Linked DNA regions of Columba livia: region 1 is linked to region 2. The links are chromatin contacts, called in public Hi-C maps. All regions are on one chromosome and are shown on one strand. The core of a region is the stretch at or near the end of the contact, and the rest is flanking DNA. Distances in the headings are between cores, read along the strand shown.

Region 1 (7,602 bases), core at 521-3,020, 63 kb after region 2:
AACATTATATGGTAAGGTCACAAACCAAAATGGACTCTCTCTAGCCACTTACATTCCATGAAACACCCAAAGAACATGAAGTTAAATGAAATGCATTTTAAAGCACTTTCTGTTTTGCCAAACTTCACTGGAAGTATTGAAATGGGGAAAACTGCTTTGCCACAGTTAGCTTCTGCTTTTTTCCCCTTCATTCAAACTAGTTTTAGTTTTGCTTTTATAACAAATCACTCATGAATTGCTCATGCATATAAAGTTCCTCAGATTTCACCATTAAAAACAATCTATATAATTTTAAAGGAGGGTCCTCATGCAGTTTATGATGGCATTACAGTTAGCCAGATGATATCCTGTCCCAAACAGGAAAATATTATTTATATTTTCCAATTTGAAAAAAAAAAAAGATACATTTAAATATGCATAAGAACATATATTTGTGCAAAATACTACATGGTTTAATTTGCAGCAGACGTAAAAAGGAAATGAGCCAAGACGACTCTGCTCCATTGATTATATCAACTAGAGCTCTCAACTGATGGCAATTTTGTTTTAAATTAAGTTACTTCAAATTAAACTCCCCATACATAAAGAAACTATTGACAAGACTAATTTATATGCACATTAGAGCCTTTCAGTTTTGATGTCAGCTGAGAAACTTAAACATTACTTTACAAATATCCAGTGAAATGCTCTGGAAAGAAGCTGGACACCAACCAGCTGGAATATGGCTTTTTACAGATCACTCTGCAGCCATCTAACAGCCAGGTCACAGTCCCCAGCATCGCTCCAACAGCTTCAGCTTTACACCATGGGCTGGCACCTGCCTGGAGAAACACCCACAGTCACCACAGAGGCACAAATAACCACTGGGCACTTCATCACTGTTTTCAGCTAGGACAGAATGAGAGCATTTAAGATGAAAACATGAGAGTAACTACACCTGACCTGTAAGAGTTAAAAAATTATGACAAAGGTCTGCTTTGGATTTCCTACAGTAGTATTGCAGCGTTTTCTTTGGTTCTTAGACTTCACTTGTTCCTGTGCTGCAACCCATCCCTAAACCATCTCATTTTAACACTGACAATTGCAGTACTGAAGGCTTAAAGGAAAAACAAAATTCCTTTAGTCAGAGCAGAGCACAAACTGGGGCAAAGCCCTGGCCAGGGCCCTGAGGGCCCTGCGAAGGCTTCTAACTTAATCCACTTCTGGGGTGGCTGAGTTGACAGCAGCGCTCCCAGAGCTACAGCCTGGCCAGCTTTGGCCCCACTATTAAAGCAACATCTATGGCTTCTAAGCCACCACAGAACACCTGAAACAAAAGCCTATAAGAGAAAGCATGGCAGACAGGTGATGAAACTCGGGTGTTGCTGCCCACTGAGCAGGGACACACTCTCACTGCTCAACAGCTGAGCTTCAGCTCCTCAAACCCAGAAACCCAGATGCTCTTCATGTCTCGACGACAAGTAGACCAAAAAACGAACCAAAACACACACACTCAAAAAAAAAAAAAAAAAACCAAACCACACCAAACCAAAACAAAAACCGAAAACCAAACCAAAACAAAAAACCTTAAGTAAGTAACTTCCTCGTCTCAATCGCGGCCCAGAGCTTGCAGCACCAACACCGCTGCAGCCACGGCCTCCCCACCTCGGCGTCGCGCCAGGGAGCGGCGGGGCCCTCCGGCCAAACCGCCCGCCAAGGTACGCGGCGCTGGCGCCCGGCCAGCCCAGGGCTCCGCGGGCTGCCGCGGAGGCGAAGGCTGAGGCGTTTCCACACGCAGCGGCCTCGAACGTGAGAGGGGAAGCCAAAAAAGGGAGGGGAAGGGACCGCGCCGGGCGGCGAAGTGACGGAGCACCACCAACCACCACCTCCCCCCCGGGTGAGGAGGCAGCACCACCACCTCCATCGGCGTCTCCTCAGCACCTCCGGGGCGGGGCAGCAGGTGAGCGCGCGGCCCGCAGCTGCGCCCCCCGTGGGCGGAGCGAGCGCAGGGAGGCCGGGCCGGGCCGGGCCGTGGCGGCGGAGGGGACTCGGTCGCTCCCTCCCTTAGTCGCTTACTCAGTCGCTTTCTCGGGACAGCGCCCGAAAGTCGGTGGTGGCCGCGGTCCCCGACGGCTCCCTGGACGCGGGTGAGTGCCGGTACCTGCCCCTGCTGCAGAGGCTCTCTCCGCTCGGCAGTTCCTGCCTCGCCTGGCCCGGGGTGAATGAGGAAGCGAGACGGGCTCCGGCTCCCTCTGGCCCGGCCGGCTTCCGTGGGGCTCCCGGCGGGGACACGGGCGCCCGGTTCGACCGCCAGCGGGCTCAGCCCGCCGCTCCGAAGTTTGTCCCGGCGTATCGGATGTGAGGGGAGGGCGAGCGGGCCAGGCAGCGCCTCCCGGCGGGGCTGCCTCCGGGCCCGGGGCGCCGGCTGCCGCGGGGCTTCCTCCTCAGGCGCGCCTCCATGTTGGGCTCCGCGCCCCGGGCCGGGGGCTGCGGCGGGGGCCGGCCTGGCCGCGGGGTTTGTCTGCCGAAACCTCCCGTCGGGGAGCTCGGGGCTGCTCGGGATGGGACCGGCTTGGTCGGTCCGCGGGGAAGCGCGACCTTAAGCAGGGAAGGTGTGTGAGCCCCGGCCGGAGGGCCGGGCAGGCACCGCGGGAGCGTTGGCGGGGGTAGAGGGTTGTGCCCCGTGTGAGGAGGGAACGAGATCCGTGTGGTGCTTGACAGAGACACGGAGTTTCCTTGTAGCAGAAATGCCAAGTTTGATGAGACTAACTTTTGTTTTTACCCAGCCGCCTTGATCCTCTGTTTGTGTCTCCATCATGATAGAGTTTGTAGCAGATAAAATGCACGGTGTTTTGAACGGTCGAGTTTCCAGCTGAATGACGAGAAACAATGAGAGATGAAGGAGCAGGAATGCCTGTTGCTTTTGTGAACATGCCAGGCGTGCATCTCTTAAAAAACAGTTTTCAGTTCATCGCTATAAAATTCCTTGTGTGCATTAGGGTATGAAGTATTAAAATAATTGAATTATGGCATTCCGTGGTTACGTCTGACATCTGTTTATTCGTGGGCTCTGACTATTGCACCACTTCACTTCTAGATTATTTAAGTAGTGCAGAGCAGAGTGTTTATCTGGACCTTGGAGCTCTTGCAGGAGGTTTGAGTGCAACCATGTTGCCCCATGTCCCATCTCTTGACAGTTGTGTTTCCGAGGACAGAACTGAATATGCAGACAAGACAGGTGTGGGATAGTTGGTTCTCATGCTAGATCTTTTCCTAGTTCTAGAGACTTGTTTAAAGCCTGAGTTACAATATTTAACATCTCTACAAATAGTCTTTGTCAAAGTCCTGGATACACTTGTGTGTTTAGTTTCTTTTAAAGCTTTTATTGTCCTTGGCCTCATACCGTCATGAGTCTAGTATCAGTGTAATAAGCCAGCAAACAACCTTGTTGGTTTTCTATCTATCAAATAGTCATGCGGCATTGTACTGATCAAGTAGGAAGCTGTAACCAAATATAACCAATGCAGCTTTCTGAATAAGAGACTATGAAGTGCTTCTTAAGTGGTTAAGCAATAATTCATAAACGTCGTTTCAAAAAAGCGTATATGCAGTATTTCCTGTTCATTTTAGTTCCTGAAAATCGCTGTCATAAGAAATTAGATATCTGTCTTTGGACTGATAGATTTCAGTCACCACAAGACACTGCTATGGGAACCTGCAAATACTGAGGAAAAAAGGAAACAAGGCTGCAAAACAGAGATTTAGATAATTTGTTTTTAAAATTTCTCACCCTCACCTTGGGTTTCACAGTAAATTGCAGGTCTGTGCTTTAGTTAAAGAAATTATTAAATGCTGGTATTTCCCATTTCCTTGATCCACATAGTTTTATTGAAAGTTCTCTCTTTGTAAAATTTAATATAGCAAACTTCTAAGGAAGTATGATTATCAGAATGAAGTACATAACTGTTGAAGCTTTGATAATTTAAACAGTGAAATATATAACAAAGTATTTCTCTAGGCATTATTTGTATGGTTGTGTGAAATGCTAAACATAAGAAAATCTAGAGATGGCATACAAGAATTAAGAGTTAGCAGTACTTTGACATTTTCATGCTATGAAGGAATTGCTGCCACTCAGTGGCTGATGCAAAAATATAGAAAATGATACTCTGTTACACAGAGTATGATGTATGTATGGTTTATGAGTATGTAAAGTAATTCATTTCAGTGTATGTGTGTGAGATAATTGATCAGGAAGGTGCTCATACTGTTCTGACCAGAAACGAGCTCATTCTCAAACTTCTTCCATTTTGTATTTCATTCATTATAACCTGTCTTTTTATTAGGCATAATTATACAGTAGGGTCTAAATTTTCTTATTGAATGGAATGATGAAAAGGTGTTATATAATAAATTTGACTTTTTTTTTTACTGTGGAGCATAGTTGAAAAGGTACTCTGTAAAGGAATTATTTTTAATTTAGAAACTATTTCTAAACCAGAAAACTTGTGAAATTTTGTAGCTAATTTTGTTAAATAGAAATCTTTAGAAGACTCTTTCAAAGGAAACTTGGCTGTTTGATGCTATATAGTTCATGGAAATAACCATAAAGCCTGGAAAACGGACACCTTTTATTAAAATAACTGATGTCCTGGGACAAGTATAGAAGCTTTCAGTCCTCTGAGTTTATTTGGTTGTCTAAAACCCACAGTCATTACAATTAAAAGTTCATGTCAAATTGAATGCTTCAGGGCCTGACAGTTTAAATTAACCGTTCTTACTGGTGTCTGTTCAAGGGACGTCCCTGTCACTGTCTGTGCAGAGGAGCAAATCCTGCGCCCTGGGGATGTGTTTTCCATCTGTAGCTGGGGCTCAGCTCCGGCTACTGCTCCCAAAAAGTGGAACCCTGTCACCACCTCTGGCTCCACAGCTTCACCAGGGCTGGAGGTGGGACTGTAGCACCAGTGCATGTATCAAAATTTGCTGTGGTCCAGCTAATCCACAGTGAAGCTGTGGTGGCACAAGCCTCAGTGTGGACTGTACAGTATAAATACTTCACAGGTGTTCTCCAGCGCTGAGGTATGTGCCTGTATTGGGTTCATTGACACAGGTATTGAAATTCACTAAAGGTAACTCAGGCATGTCTTTTTGTGCTGCAGTACAAATATGTTGTGTATCCGTAGTCCACCATCCCACAAATTACATTTATGAAGTATACACTTACTTAAAAAGGATGGAGGAAAAAATGGATAGGCTAGAGATTGAAATATTTGTTGCAGGTGAGTCAGAGCTGAATGTGAAAGATGACAAGAAGGGATATACCAGTGGAGTCTGGGGGCTGGCTGGCTTCATTAGGAACCAAATTCCTCTATTAATCATCCGCTGATGAGAAAGGTAGTGTGATTTTTTACTCAGGAATTATCTTTGCATTAATGCAGCTTCTCCATCCTGGTTATTGGGTTCTGTCCAAAAGTTGCATAAAAACCACCAAAACAGTTTGTGCTTCAATAGTTTTAAAATTTTTTCCTTGCTCCGTGACAAAACTTGTCATCTTTATTTGAATCTTCCTTTACCTGCATAATCTGAGTGCAGAATTTGGTTCTACAGAGCTTTTTGTGGAGCCAAAGGATGAGCAGGAATAGGGAAAGGAGGATAACTGCTTGTGCCCATTCAGAGCTATTTGGGTAGCACATTAAATGTAATCATACCCCATCATCTTGGCTGTGCTTTGCAAAGATGCAATTAACAGAGATGAGGCTGGGAGAGCTCTTTACAGCCTTGGTAAAATAACGCTGAAATGGTTTGTGTTACGTTTTCATTTAAAAGGCAGTTACTTCTACATTTAAGAGAGTTTTTTCTTAAGGAGGCATTACCTCACTAAGCCAGAGCTATTCCATTAGCTTTTTATGACATTTGAGTAATTTTGCAAAGTCTGCTCTGTAGGAAGCAGTGGGCTGCCTCTGCTGCCTTTGTGGCTTGGAACTGCTCCTGTTACCACAGACACCAGGAAAGGTGAGAAATGAGAGATCTGGCACGAGAAAGCTGGGGGCATCGCAAACTGTCCTTGGTGAGAGTGGTGCAAGTTTTCTCATTTTCTAATGAAAATTTATGCAAGTGGAACAGTATGTCTACCTTTCAGTGACAGAAAGGTGGCCAGACATCCCTGAAGCTATGTTTTGGACCTATTAAATTAGCTGTTGCTCTTTTCTGATTGATGATCGATTTGACAGTTCCTGCAGATGGGAGTCATGCAGCACAGATGTATATCAATAGCTGCAAGTCAAAGAGGCAGGCCATAAAATCAATTCTTTAAAAATATTTCTCAAGCTAAGAAAGCGCATAGAACCACAGAATACTTTTTATGGTATCCTCTTACTGAAATTAACGTGCTTCCTGGTAATTTCTTTATTGAGTGTAATGCTCTATCTGGAAAAGTTTACTTAAGGATATTTAAGCACAGTGGTATTCATATAATAATAAACATCATCTGTAAAGTCTGGGAGTGACCATCACAGATAACTTCATGGAACTGATGCACATTAAGAATTTAACCCTTGTATGATACTTGCCTGATGGCTAAGGGAGGAGAGTTTCATCAGCCAGGTCTTGTCTGGTTGTAGTGTAACCAAGCGGTTTCACTTTCACCCATTGGTGGTGAGAGCGGGACCGGGATTGCTCCTGGGAGAGCGGATACTGGTCAAGGGGTCATTGCAGTGAGTGTTGGATGTGTCTATGGCGAGGAGACTCTGCTAAAACCAGCTCTTCCCAGCAGCTTAGTCAAGCTGCCCCTTTTCTCTGAAGAGGTGCATGGGGGCCAAAGGCCTTTCCACCTCACTGGGCTCAGACGAGTTGTCAGTTTAGTATCCTGTTTCTCATCCCCTGGATGTCTGAAAACCTCTAAAATGGATGTACATTTGTGCATGAGTGGTTTGGATTTGCATTATGTTTAGTCTTTTGCAGCCTCATAAATTATTTAAGTATTTATAGGCTCGGTTTAATCCTGGCTACCCGCTATAAATACAGCGTATCTTGAAACATACGCAGTAAATCTTAACTTCAGCCCCAGATTTGTTCCCCACTCTTGAGCTATGAAGTTATGCGTGCTATTGATTTGGAGCTGAAAGCCTAGACCTGTGTTGGTTCAGCCTAGTTGTTTGTTGTCTGACAACCTTATAATGATGAGATGTCAGAGAGAAAATTGCATGCTTTTTTTAGCGTTCATGTGTCAAATTACTTTCTGGGTGTTTCAAATTCTTTTTTTTCCCCATCAACACCTATTTATTAGAGATGTAATAAAATCCTTGTTTGTACATTTCATTCTTTATCATATTCTCTGTTTTCTTGAGAAAGTGCAGTATAAGCTTAAGTTTTTTCTGCCTAAGGAACTCATGAAATCTGAGTGTTTAGTCAGTACTGCTTTGTTTCCTTGTCATACCAATTAATGATACCATACCATACTAATTTACATCAGTGCATCAAATGTATCAATATTCAATATTAGGCACAGCTTAAGGGAAGAAGGAGTTTTGGTTGTGATACCAGGCTTGGCTTTCTGATAGTAAAGCTTTTTTTTTTTTTAACTTGGAGCCAGATGTTTTTAAGATTAAACATGTAGATAGATAC
Region 2 (7,235 bases), core at 435-2,934:
ATCTAATGCTTTTAAAAATACTAGTATTAAGCCTGTCTCTGGAAGGGATAATCCTGCTTCTTTGTGCCTGGATGCAGATAACGATGCACAACCAGGGCCAGATCTAATTAACAGCTGTGCAGTTCCAGAGAAGGTGAGCTGGGTTTTCACGCAGAGGTGGTTTTCCACCACATCAGACAGGTAAACTTACTTTTCAACCCACCTAATTGTGGCTGCACAGCTGTGAGATCTGACAGAGCATAAGTGGCAGGGAAGCAGGTCCAGGAACCAGAAGGGAGAAACAAGTCATAAAATCCACTTAGCTGCAATGTACAATTACACCCTCTGGCTGCAGCTTCACACAGACTCTAAGCTATCCACTTTGTCCTATAAACGGCACTGCAGCTGAAAGAAGTAGTCCTGTTTGCTTCCTGTTTAATTCCAATCCTTTCTTTCACCCTTTCACGCCCCTCTTATCCAAGACAAACATTTATGTTTCCATGCCATTATACTGCATCATGGCTTAAGACGCCCAGAGAAAAGAGTTTGAGGAAAAAAAAAATCTCTAAAGCAGCTTCACAAATACAATCAAGTAATAAAGGTGCAAGACTGAGCAGACAGAGGGGAAAAAAAAGTAAAGGACTATGTATTTGTGCAAGAGGATTTTCCTTTAACAGCTACAACAAAAATGAAACTCCAGGCAAGATGACAGAACAAATGGCTCCTAAGAACACTTTCCCATGTGCTCCTAAAAGAGATCAAGTCCATAAGTGCTAAAACAACAGACCTGCCCAGCATCCTGCATTAGTCCCAAAACATGCCTGAGGCTACTAAATGGCCAATGCTAAAATACTTACCTCAGTAAATAAATACCTGCTCTAATTTTGTGAGCACTCAGACAAGAATTAGACAGAAGTTCTAAGTAAGTAAATTTTTAAAGGTATCTTACGTCAGCCACAATAGATTAATTGTTTTGGTCCAGTTCTGCTTTGTACTTCCACTCAAACACGCTCTGCGAAATGCCTCCCTGGCCAGGAAGACAACTGTTGAATACAGCAGAGTCAGCCTAAAGGAGGTAAAGTACAAAAAAGTATTTCATTACATACTACTTCTGAAATCCTTCATGCAGTAGCATCACTGGCGGTTTTTATGAAGGACTGCCTGACAAACAAGCCAAACAAGTATGTGAAGCAAACATGGGGCTAAGAGGTAAGTTATCACCATCTCCTAAAACAGGAGGGAAGAAGTTACATGCAATTATTCCAATGGAAAAAATACTTGAAGCATGTTATAAACCAAAAAAGCATTTGCAAAATTTATTATATAGCAACAGCATGCAATACACAACCATGCCCAGCTTTTCCTCAACAAGCTGATGGTTTAACACAGAATATAGGCCAGCAACTGCTCTGTTTCAGGCCAAAACAAACTCACAGGCATTCAACCGATAAACACTCTAAAACACTTAACAGTAAATTAACCAGCGTTAAGCAAAGCGTTATTAGCGACACGCCATGCAGAGCACAGACCCCGAGCTCCTACACCAAACACCGAGAGCAGAAGCCCCCCGGGGCTCCGGGCCCGGGGGCCTGCAGCCGCCTCCCCACCTGACGTTGACCACGCCGAGCAGCTCCCTGGACAGGTAGCGCAGGGTGAAGGCGTTCAGCCCGAACGTGACCGCCCGGAACAGCACCTGTGGGGGAAGCCGCACGGGAAACTCCTGCGGGCCGAGCGGGGCCGAGGCGGCTCCCGCCAGGCCCCGTGGAGGAGGAGGAGAAGGGTGAGGAGGAGGGAGGCGGCCCGGGGCGGGCCCGCACCTGCAGCAGGGCGCTGGAGGACGCCAGACGGGTGGTCTGGCCCAGCACGTCCATGGGCTCCCGCCGGCAGCAAATGGCGCCGTCGCGCCGCGATGGCGTCAGCGCGGCCGAGACCGCCTCGGCCCCCGGGCGGAACGCGGGCACGGAGCCCGCCGGGAGCGGGCTCTGCTCCTCCGGCTTCGGCATGAACGTGTCCTCCTCAGTAACGCTTCGGATACAAGTGGTTAACTTCCAAAGTACTCGGGTCGGCTCAGGTGCCAAAACTAACGTTCAGCGCCAGCTTTCCGCTTCACAAGCAGGAATTCCGCTAGAACCACCCCCAAAAACGGCACCCTGGCTTATGAGAAAGTACATCGTATTACATAGCATTTTCTGACAAGCGCTGTTTTCCAGAGATCTCTGAAAAATCTCCATGCGAGTTTCACCAGTTCTTTTCTAAACTGAGGGTAAACCCACCAGTCTTCCCCTAAGTTAAGGAGAAATACAACCAAAAGTGAGGTACAACACCCTCACTGCTGCAAGAAGAAAGCATCTCACCTCAAAAAAATAAAAGTGCCCTTAAATAGAAAAGATGCAACTTAAGTTGCATCAACAGGCTTGAATATAATAATACACTGACTTTAAGCCTTCCAAACAGGTAAGACTTCAGACTCGGTGTAAATTAGCACAATAGTTCCAGACTATTTCAGGTTATTATTTAAGCAGCAATATATAAAGAGATTGTATCTTTCTATGTTACAGAACATTCCCTTCAAAAGCACAGTAATATTTTTTTGCTCAGGGGTCACACAGCAATGCTACAGTTAAACTAAAAACCTCATGTCTGAGCCTTACTTGATTACCACTTCGTGACAGAATATGAACAGCAATAGTTTATACCAGGATCTTGAAAAACTAAACCAACCAAAATTCTTCAAGCTCAAGCAAAGAAGGCATCACCACATCAATGTTCTCCACCTCTGAGGCATCACACCCACCACTTCATTCCTTACACGTTCAAGTGAAGTTTTTCAGATTTTTTTCCTTCGGTCATTTTTCTAGATAAGAGTCTTCAAGCAACCTGGAAGTGATGTATAGATGTGGATGTACATGGCAGAGGAGAATACCCTATGAATTCTTTTAAGTGTGATGCTAATATTTGGAGCACCTAACTTGACAAATCTAACAAAAAGATATTATTATCCCATCATAAAGATGAGGAGATGGGGACAGAGAGAAGAAACTGATCTGTGCTGGTAATTGCAGAGACAGGAAGAGACCTCAGAGATTTGGGGTTATAGAAAGGTGTTCTAGCCAGAGGGAAACATCACCCCCGCCCCTCTTCTTCAGGCAGTTTTCCAGTTCTCAAATGGAAAAGGCAATTAAAAAAGTTGTTCCAACTCAGGCTCAGGGCTTTTCTTAGTGGCAGTAATGGTGGCAGCAGAAATGAAGAGTACCTTATGGCTTGTGCTGATGTCAATAGGGGTGGCTGAACTGTGTGGATTAAAACCCATCACAAACTACCAGATATGCTGCACAGGGACATCTGAGGAGCTTAAAGCTGCAGCATCTATCAACGCTACTGTAAGGATTCATGTTTTTCTCTCTACAGATATACAAACATTTTTATGACAAAAAAGTAGAAACCTTCAAGGAATAAACCAGGACAAACTAGTGTGGTAACTGGAGGCAACAGTCCGACATTTTCAGGCATCTGTCATTGGCAAAAATGAAAACTAGCAACGATTTGTTGGACAGTTTGACTTGTCACCTCATAAAGCTGAACTAGAAACAACTACAAAACTTGGAGAGGTGGAAAAAGAGGAGAAACAACTAACTTCAACTGGTTTTAATAGGAACCGGCTTTTCCACTTACACCCTTTTGGCACTAATGCATCTAAGCCACTAGATGGCAAACGGCCTTCGAGGCAGCGAGACACTGCTCTGGCCGCCCAGCACATGCTCCAGGTTACACTGAAACTGAGGATTTTCACTCCAGTAGCATCTTTCAGATTCCACTGCAGGTTACGTCAGAATAACAGTTAGAATAGGCCAACTCATAATAGTAATGTGGCACGTCACAAGTCGAAACCATCATAAGAGCCGCATTTCAAACTTACAAATTGACCCATCTTGATTTTATTCACAACTGTGTGTGAGCAGGCTAAACAATTGAGCTGGCAAAAAAATGTCTTTTTAAAAAAAAAAAAAAAAACATAATTTGAGAATAGATATAACTTAAAGAAGGACCAAGTTATTGAAGCTTCACAAGAATACACAGTCAAAACAACTGCTCTCCAATTCCTACAGCAGGCAATGCTCACTTAGAACGTTCCTGCATCCTCTCACCACAACCCCTTTTGGCTGTCCTGTTTGTGGCAGCACACTCTACTAAGAGTTGACTTTCCTTAGCAGCAAAGGAGGTAAGAGAAACTAACTACTACAAAGGTCTTTACTTCCAGAGTCAGGCTGCATCTGCAACTGAACTAGGCTGGCTGTTCCTCCAGCACAGAACACACTGTTATTACTAGAGGTATGTGGAACCTCTATGGCAGAGAGAACCTCTTCAGTCTACTCCAAAATTAAGCTAGTCCAAAAAGACCAGACAGTTGTATATACAGACCTTAGAATGAGTTGAGACTGTTTCTTCAGACTTTCTAAACTAAAAATCTTGTGTGTCATGGTACCCAGTAACTGTGTTCCACTTGAGATTCTGTATTTCATTACCCTGTTAACAAAGTATTTCAAGAGGAAAGGTGGACTTTGACTTCAAATTACAAACTTTATATAAACTGATAGTAGCACAGAAAATTTAAAGCCCGTTAAGAGCAGTTAGAGACCTTCCATAATGTCACTTCCTCAGAAGTGAAATAATCTTCAGCTGAAATATTATAGCTAATTTCCTTCAGGACAAAAATTCCCAAATTAATGACAAAGCAAGACTAGGAAGCAGGAATCTATAAAATTAGCAGTTAGACCTTGAATCAAGCCTCATCAGTTGTGACTTCTCATCTGTTCTAAAACAAAGATCTCATAGCAGAAGCAAATCAAATCAGTAAAGCAAATCAAAAGGATCAATAGCAAATTTTCATTTTATTAACCCAAATCAATACTGCACTTTAGAGTTGGTAATATATTTTAATATCTTTTTTTTTTTTTGTGGGTTTCCTTTCCTTTAACGGTGCCTTGAGGAATCAAGTTAGAAAACCAACTGTGCTATGAGATCATAGGCAAGGTTCTCTCCTGCTGCTTGATTCCTCCTAGAATAGTGCAAGACACAACACAAAATGACAGACCAGGCTGTGAGCTAGAGACTGTAGATTTCTGCAGCTGCTGTAAAAGCTTTTAGCTTTGCAGTCAGGACCAATTTTAGAAACAAGCAAAACAAATACTCAAAAACCCTGGTGCTGGCTGAGTAACCTTCCCCCCTCCATGGCATCCTCTCCGTTGATCCAGTGCACAGAGACCACGCAAGATCCCAACACCCAGAGGGAGCAGCCAAACGCCGCTCTGCGCTTCTGCAGCTGGAAGGAGCAGCTCGGAGGGCTGCAGGCCCTCCCGACAGCACCGACCACGTTAGAAGATGGATACACACTCCTCCTCCCATCCCTCGGGCCCACAGCATGATTCTGCCTCACGGCTGCACGTGTGGATTCCAGTGAAGGAGATGAGCAGAGCTGGAGCTGTGCAGTCGTGGCTCTGCAGAGCTCAACTGTCTCAACACCCCCACACTTTATAGAGCGCATGATGCTTAGCAAAACTGCTCTGCCTCTGCTACAAGTTTGTCATTTCATTAATGAGGACCAAACACCTCATTCCTGGGGTGGTAAAATAGTTTCCCTATAGGGCTCAGAAGCCTTGCGCCAGCACAGGACAAATTATGTTAAGCCTGGTTTTCATTTTCTTTGTTTCTTTTTAAAAGTAATGCATAGAAGAGATCTGTCTTTTTAGTTCCTGATCTTATGAAGCTTGTTCCTTTGCAGAAATAACTGTGAGGTTGGGGTCAAAGCAAGGAGTCACATGGAGACTTACCAGACTAGGCGCTAAATCTCCTTAAGCTTTCTTCCCTCCTGTGAGCTCTCCTCTCACATCAGGGAGGTACTTGGGCCTGAGGACATCAAACTTCCAATTCGGTGCAGAACTGCAGGAAGAAAGAGAAGAGACTCACAATCCATTCATGAGCAAGGGACCCACATGGAGTTACTACTGTGCCAGCTCCTCTTCCCTCCAACCAAAGTGTCCCACAGGGCTCTTCAGATTACTTTCCCCAGGCCTCCCAGACTGAGTTAATCTCTCTGCACGTTAAATGGTTAAACAAAAATTTGCCTTCCCCCCCTAGCTGCATTATTAGTTCAGCAAGGATTTAATTTACCTCCTTTCTTTAAGATGGAAGAATAAAGGGGCTTCTTGAAGAATGCAAAGGAGTGGTTTTTTCCTGTGATTTGCAATTAATACATTTGAAAAAATGCACTGTCTCAGCTTTCCAGAGTAGCCTTTGACTTTGTAGTGTGTTAATTTTGCCTCACATGTTTTCAAAGTGCGTTGGCCTTCAATGCAGTTTAGATGTAATTTGACCAACTGGTTTTGCTGCCTTATCAATTTCACTTTTAAATTCAACTTCTATTTACTGAAAGATTTTATGTATTAAGTGTATGGAAGGCCAACACTTTCTTGAAAGCCTATCAAGATATCAAATGATAAAACTATAACAGAACATCTTTTTTGTAAAGTTCATAATGTCAACAATAATCATGAATAAGAAGTTCTCTTGTGGATTGTTTCCTTTACCTTGTAAAAATATTAACTGCCTTCATTTAGCGTTCAAGCCAGATATATGCAACTTCAACTATCACTATGATAATTACTGTTTCTGGGGAGTAGTACATCTCAAATTCTAACCTACAAACCCAAATTATAAGGGTGGTGACGAGTAGATGCTGAGGCCAATCATGTACCTTTTTCCTTCTTCCTATGGATTCTGTAACTTGACAGTTATATATGTATGCATCCTGTAACTTCACAGTTATACTTGCTGCTGCAGCTCTCGTGCTGACTAATGCATTACAGAAGTTTTCTGGAGCATAATAGCTATAGTGAAGTTACAGAAACAGATTTTGCAGCTGTGAGCACTTGCACTTGAAAAATCTCTGCTAGCTAAAGGTTGGCATCTTTGCAATATGAAATCTTTCCATAAACTGCAGGCTACCTCCCTTGAGGAAAAATGTATTTGAAAGACACAGATGTGCAGAAAGCCTGCAAAAGAGACTTCCACTTGCTATACAAACACATATGTTCACAAGCACTGTTTTCTGTAATAGTCATATAAAAATAAGGCTCTGTTCATTAAAACAGTTCACAGCTGCTGAGAACTCATGCAGAATGATCCCCCTGTGTTTTAGAATTCAACAAGTCATGTTATTAAACTTGCTTTGACCTCAGCATGACTTGTTTGTGCATGAA

What was found. Hi-C and Micro-C count contacts between places; a contact is called where the count stands out from the background.
Region 1: a contact with region 2 is called in a Hi-C map of liver, with 2.7 times the contacts expected there. The contact joins the promoter of PRKCD here to the enhancer-like site in region 2. A contact is called at or near these places in 2 of 2 Hi-C or Micro-C datasets (crop and liver).

The regions. Positions count from the first base shown.
Region 1 is chr10:6,903,581-6,911,182 of bColLiv1.pat.W.v2, forward strand. PRKCD (protein kinase C delta) reads left to right here and starts at 1,771. Exons shown (of 18, transcript XM_065075153.1): 1 at 1,771-1,939. It overlaps RFT1 (RFT1 homolog), which reads right to left and starts at 1,924. Exons shown (of 20, transcript XM_065075157.1): 1 at 1,898-1,924.
Region 2 is chr10:6,841,112-6,848,346 of bColLiv1.pat.W.v2, forward strand. It overlaps RFT1 (RFT1 homolog), which reads right to left. Exons shown (of 20, transcript XM_065075157.1): 7 at 5,808-5,916; 8 at 1,797-4,503; 9 at 1,587-1,672; 10 at 929-1,045. The coding sequence starts at 1,982. Among named protein-coding and RNA genes, the nearest start is that of PRKCD, 61 kb to the right of the region's middle. Within about 2 kb of position 1,685, at least 3 of the 3 cell types and tissues checked have an H3K27ac peak away from gene starts, as active enhancers do.